2 separate regions of the Mus musculus genome follow, and region 2 is linked to region 1. Evidence: chromatin contacts called from public HiChIP or PLAC-seq data. All regions are on one chromosome and are shown on one strand. Each heading gives the region's core, a stretch centred on a gene start, on an enhancer-like site or on the middle of the called end of the contact. The rest is flanking DNA. Distances are from core to core; before and after follow the strand shown. Region 1 overlaps Wdr60 (WD repeat domain 60). Region 2 holds the start of Ncapg2 (non-SMC condensin II complex, subunit G2).

What was found. HiChIP or PLAC-seq counts read pairs in DNA pulled down with a chosen protein or histone mark.
Region 2: a contact with region 1 is called in a FOXA1 HiChIP or PLAC-seq map of pancreatic cancer cells. The contact joins the promoter of Ncapg2 here to the enhancer-like site in region 1. A contact is called at or near these places in 3 of 115 datasets of contacts at active chromatin or transcription factors (the 230-238 cell line, the SCID.adh cell line and pancreatic cancer cells) and 3 of 9 other capture datasets (adipose tissue, liver and pancreatic islet).

The regions. Positions count from the first base shown.
Region 1 is chr12:116,204,530-116,207,229 of GRCm38.p6, reverse strand. It overlaps Wdr60 (WD repeat domain 60), which reads left to right. Exons shown (of 22, transcript NM_146039.3): 22 at 1-180. Among named protein-coding and RNA genes, the nearest start is that of Gm46330, 9.1 kb to the right of the region's middle. Within about 2 kb of position 1,304, at least 32 of the 459 cell types and tissues checked have an H3K27ac peak or open chromatin away from gene starts, as enhancers often do. A contact at or near this core is called in pancreatic cancer cells, where this site is marked.
Region 2 is chr12:116,403,996-116,406,840 of GRCm38.p6, reverse strand. Ncapg2 (non-SMC condensin II complex, subunit G2) reads right to left here and starts at 1,405. Exons shown (of 29, transcript NM_133762.4): 1 at 1,380-1,405; 2 at 964-1,139. D430020J02Rik (RIKEN cDNA D430020J02 gene) reads left to right here and starts at 1,680. Exons shown (of 2, transcript NR_028421.1): 1 at 1,680-1,874; 2 at 2,198-2,845.

The DNA.
Region 1 (2,700 bases), core at 55-2,554:
GAAATTGCTCACTTTGGAGGTGGCCTCCATCAGCCTTCTGTTTTTACGGTTTTCTTGAACAGCTTTTGGTATGCTTTCAATGACACTCATAGAATTGAGTCAGACACATTCACTGTGTGACTTAGTGTGAAAACCATCTTCATGTAGAAATAATACAAGTAAATACATTTTTTGAGAATGGAATAATAGGGGCTTACTAATTGATTTATGCTGTTGTAACAGTTTGCAAGCACTGGTTCACAATTTTCATTTTGTTTACACAGTTTTGTTTCTTACAGCTGGAGACACTAGAAGTTCAAGGCTGGGACTCTAGGGCTATGAGTCGAGGGCTAGGAGTACAGGGCTAGGACTCCAAGGCTGGGACTCCAGGGCTAGGAGTTGAGGGCTAGGAGTACAGGGCTAGGACTCCAAGGCTGGGACTCCAGGGCTAGGAGTCGAGGGCTAGGAGTCCAAGGTTCTGCTTAGGCTACTGTCAGCCTCCAAGATGGCACTGCAGCCATGTCCTTACTTGGCAAAGGTGAAGGACAGACAGAGGGTGCTAGTGTGCTCCCTCACCCTCTCTAACCAATCTGCTCGTGATGGCTCAGCACCTCCTAATACCATTGCCTTGTGGCTCAAGGGCCAGTTTGCGAATTAGAAGGCCACACACATCAAGCCACACAGGAGGGTCTGAGGGTGAGCTCGTGGGAAAACTGCCTGGGTCCTGCCAGGAGATCAGTAGGGAACACAAGCAGTGTATTTAAAGCTCTTTCTGCCCTTTCCCAGCGAGAACTGCAATCTCTTGGGCCTGGATAGTGCCTGGAAAACTCTGCTGTCTGCCTCTGATCCATGGGGACATATCCTTATTTCCCAAAGACTATATGCCTGACATTCTCTTTTAGTTCTTGTGTAACTACCCCCTAGCATCTCATCCTTGTGTAACTACCCCTCCAGCAACTCATCCTGTATAAAACTACCCCCGGCATCTCATCCGTCTTTGCTTCTTTTTTCATCGTGTTGCCTCAGAGCTCATTCATTTATCATGAAAATGACAGAATAGTTCAGAGTGGCCTGTCTCAGTGTGTACATGTGTACATGACACATGAGCACACGCACAGGACATACATACAGGCATGTGCAGATACATGGAACATCCAGATGCTGATTCAGTCAGGTACTGCTGTAGTTGGCTGCTTTCTCTCCATAAGGCGGCACTGTCTTTGTTCACTGTCATACTGGCCACTGAGTCACAAGGAGCAGTGGGCAGCTGCAGAGACAGAACACAGTGGTGTAGCACTGCTTGGCAGAAAGGGAGGGCTGTAAGAATGTGTCGACAGAGGGCATGTTTATGTGACTGGCACATAGCCACTGAGTAAGTGGATGTTTAGCCAACCCGTGCTAAACAAAGGACTGGAATCTCCTCTCTGCACCTTCATAAACTCATGAGTCAGTTACAGATGTGGGAGTTGGATGAGGCACTGGGCTCAGTGATGGGGACAGATGGATGCTGTGTACAGGTTTCCTTCTCAAGTTAGAATCGGTATTCCTTTTTTTCTTTTCTCAATTTTTTATTAGATATTTTCTTCATTTACATTTCAAATGCTATCCCGAAAGTCCCCTGTACCCTCCCCCGACCCTGCTCCCCTACCCATCCATTCCCACTTCTTGGCCCTGGCGTTCCTCTGTACTGGGGCATATAAAGTTTGCAAGACCAAGGGGCCTCTCTTCCCAATGATGGCCGACTAGGCTATCTTCTGATACATATGCAGCTAGAGACACGAGCTCTGGGGGGTGGGGGTACTTGTTAGTTCATATTGTTGTTCCACCTATAGGGTTGCAGACCCATTCAGCTCCTTGGGTGCTTTCTCTAGCTCCTCCATTGGGGGCCCTGTGATCCATCCAATAGATGACTGTGAGCATCCACTTCTGTAATTGCCGGCACTGGCATTGCCTCACAAGAGAGGCTCAGGGTCTTTATATCAGGGTCCTTATGTCTTTGGATTTCCTCTGTGTCTCGGTGTCTGTGATTCTTAGACAGTTGCCGCTGTTGGCAGCCTCCTCCATCTGACTCTTTGCTGGCTCTGAATTGCTTCCAGGTTGTGTGGCACTTTTGAGTTGCATGACCTGGGTGTAGCACTGTGTGAGAATCATTTTTAATGCAATGCCATGTGGATAGGTGAAGATCAAAAACCTTCAGTTGGTTTCTTCCTTTGTTCATTCATTTGTCCTCCAGTGCTGCTTAGGCTGACTGGTATGACAGGAGGAGGGATGATAGACAGAAAAGACATAGCAAGAGGGAAGGCCAGCACTTTGTGGCTGTGTGGCCCTCTAGAAGGCTGTGTATATTTGATATGGCACATTATCTGTGACCCAGAGCCATGTGCTGAGTGTACACAGGGTTGAGAGACTGTTCTTTTCTCAGTATTTGCAGCCTCCACTCCCACAGTGTTAGAAAGTTTCCTTCTCAGGCTCTATAGCTGAGTGTCCTGTGATTTACACAGGAAGTGCCAAGATTTTATAGAGGAAGGAAAAGGGGCCTCTCTTCTCTAGGGATGACAACCCAATGTATTATCCCCTCTACACTTCATTGAAATGGGCTCTCTTGGCCTCTAGTAATGGCCACCCTCTCTCCTGAGTGTTGGCAACACCTGTGCAGAATGAAGCCAAAGTGTGATTGCCCTGCCCACTGCAGCCTCTCACCACCAGTGACAGCAAAAAACC
Region 2 (2,845 bases), core at 156-2,655, 200 kb before region 1:
ATTCCTCCAAGAAGATCCCACCCAACAATTCTCTCTTGTTTTTCAAGAGAGAGACTTGGAAGTAAAACCACAAAAACAGCCCTGAGGTCACCTGGGAGCTTGTTAGGCAGTGCATCTGTGCCCCACTCCAGCACCCTCCCCTCCTCTGCACACCTACAGGATAATGAGAGCTCTGGGGACCTTGCTCATTCTTCTTCCTACATGTGATCTCCCAGGTAAAATGCCATCCTATTTTACCTTTACACCTGGTGCTACGATGACATACTCAAAACAAAAACCTAACAATACAGTTACAACAAATGATATTTGCAACAGGTCTTCTCATCTTAAGAATAAATTTGAAAATCTCTCATACCTTTAGAAATACAGCAATATGGAGAATTATTGGCATTAATTATAGAGTGTGAATCACAATAAATATGCATTCCTATTCTAAATTGAATAAAAGTAGAAAATAACCTCAATTTGACAACTCCTCATATTAGTAAATTTTAAATATAGCCACTTCATTCCCCGATTCAAATGGCTGAATTGTGAACCATAACTTTTTTGTGATGAATAAAATGGAGAGGGAAAGGTGGGTTGCCAGTATCACCACTTTACTAATTATGGTCACTTTGTTTACTTAAGTACATGTCTTTGGCAACTTAGTATGCCATATAATGTCTACATATGCTACTTACAAACCGTGACTCCGTATCTTGATTTTTCTCTTTCCTTAGTTCATAACTAAGTTGCTCCCTAGATCAGTCCTAGGTATAGGTTCGGGTTCCTCCCTTATGTCAGTGCAAGAATAAATCCAGCGTCTTCACCACCACGTCAGGCCCCAGTTAAGTGTCAACACTGCTGTCCTCCCTAGTCAGCTCCCCAGCCCCGTGCCAGGATCTTCCATGTCATTCTCTGGTCAGGGCTGGGGTTCTCGCTAGTCAACCCGGGTGCAGGTCTTTGGTACTACCTACTCACCCAGGCTCCTTCTCAGGGGTCTTCTCTAGTCAGACTCAGGTCTGCGTCCCCGGTCCTCCGTAGTCTGCATCAGGTCCTTGCCTGAGAGCCTCCCTACTGTGCGCAGGTCATTTTCCGGAGTCCTCGCCAGTCACACTCGGGCCCTCTCCCGGGGTCGTCCTAGTCTGAGGTCCTACCTAGTGAACCCGGGTTCCAGGCTGAGATCCTCCCTGGCGAGCCCCGCTTCTCGGTCTGGGATCCTTCCCAGTCAGCCGGGGGATCCCGCTCTGCCCTCCCGCAGCACCTCCCGCTCCACAAGCGCTCGAAACCGATGGCGGCCGCGGACGTGAGACCCGCGACGGTGTCCGCCGCCCAGCCGCGGTCGCCGGCCGCCGAGTCCTACTCACCTCCCACCCAACTCACCGCGCGGCGCTCACCTCACCACAGACCCATAGTTTCCCGCGCTCGGACCAGATTCAAACACACCCGCGTATACCCCGGACGCTCCCGCCCTCCACCCCGTCACCAGTCGCCGCTCTCACGAGATCTGACGCCGTCCCGGCCACGCCCATATCCCCCACAGCTCTGCAGCCAGGCTCCGCCCCCAAGGCCCAAGCACCGCCTCCTGGGCGTGACTCAGAGCCTCTGGCGGGAGTCTCTTTAGCGCGCTCACGGGATGCGCAGGCGCAGAGCTGCTGGCTGTGTTTCCCGCCCTCCGCCCACACACACCCACCTTCCTTGGGAGCGCTGCTGTTGCTTCTGTGTTCCTTGCCAGCTGCTCGGTGAGACGTCACGCTGATATCAGACGGAGGAGGGAGAGCAAGTCCGAGACTGCTCAAGTGGTAACCAAGAAGATTCTTGAAGAAATCCTGCCTCGGTTCGGGATCCCTAAGGTAATCGGCTCAGACAATGGGCCCGCATTTGTTGCCCAGGTAAGTCAGGAATTGGCCACACAATTGGGGACTAATTGGAAGTTTCTAAGTGTGCTTATAGGCCCCAGAGCTCAGGACAGGTAGAAAGAATGAGTAGGACTTTAAAAGAGACCCTTACTAAATTAGTCATGGAGACCGGCGGAAAGGACTGGGTGACTCTCCTTCCCTTTGCGCTCCTCAGGGTCCGAAACACTCCTGGACATTTCGGTCTTACCCCTTATGAGATTCTCTTTGGGGGACCGCCTCCCTTAACTGAGTCAGGTGGGATATTGGATCTTGGCACTGACTCATCCTCACCCTCTGCTCTTTTTGCTCACCTAAAGGCCCTAGAGGTTGTTAAAACACAGATCTGCAACCAGATCAGAGAAGCCTACACTCCGGGAACCATAGCAGTGCCTCACGGGTTCCAGGTTGGAGACTCAGTCTTGGTCAGACGACATCGCACTGGCACGCTTGAGCCCCGGTGGAAAGGACCGTATCTGGTGCTGTTGACCACCCCCACGGCAGTAAAAGTAGACGGGATCGCTGCTTGGATCCATGCCTCCCACGTCAAAAAGGCACCCAGCCAAGATGAAGACAACTGGATGGTGGCAGCCACTGACAATCCTCTTAAGCTTCGCTTGGGTCACAGGAGTCACCCTGGGCCTAAAGAACCACAACCCACACCAGCCTCTGACTCTAACTTGGCAAGTTCTCGGTCCTGATTCGGATCAGGTCTTGTTTACCACCTCCAAAACAGCGCCGCCAGGGACATGGTGGCCAGACCTAGCCTTCTGCCTCAAACAGATAATTCCAGCTGCTAGAAGCACTCCCCCTAATCTAGTAAGAAGCTATGGATTCTACTGCTGCCCAGAGCACAGCAAGTGGTCCTTATGCGGAGGGTCAGCCTCCTATTATTGTGGCCAATGGAATTGTGTTACTTCCAACGATGGTGATTGGAAATGGGCTAGTGGTCATGTTCCTGACAGGGC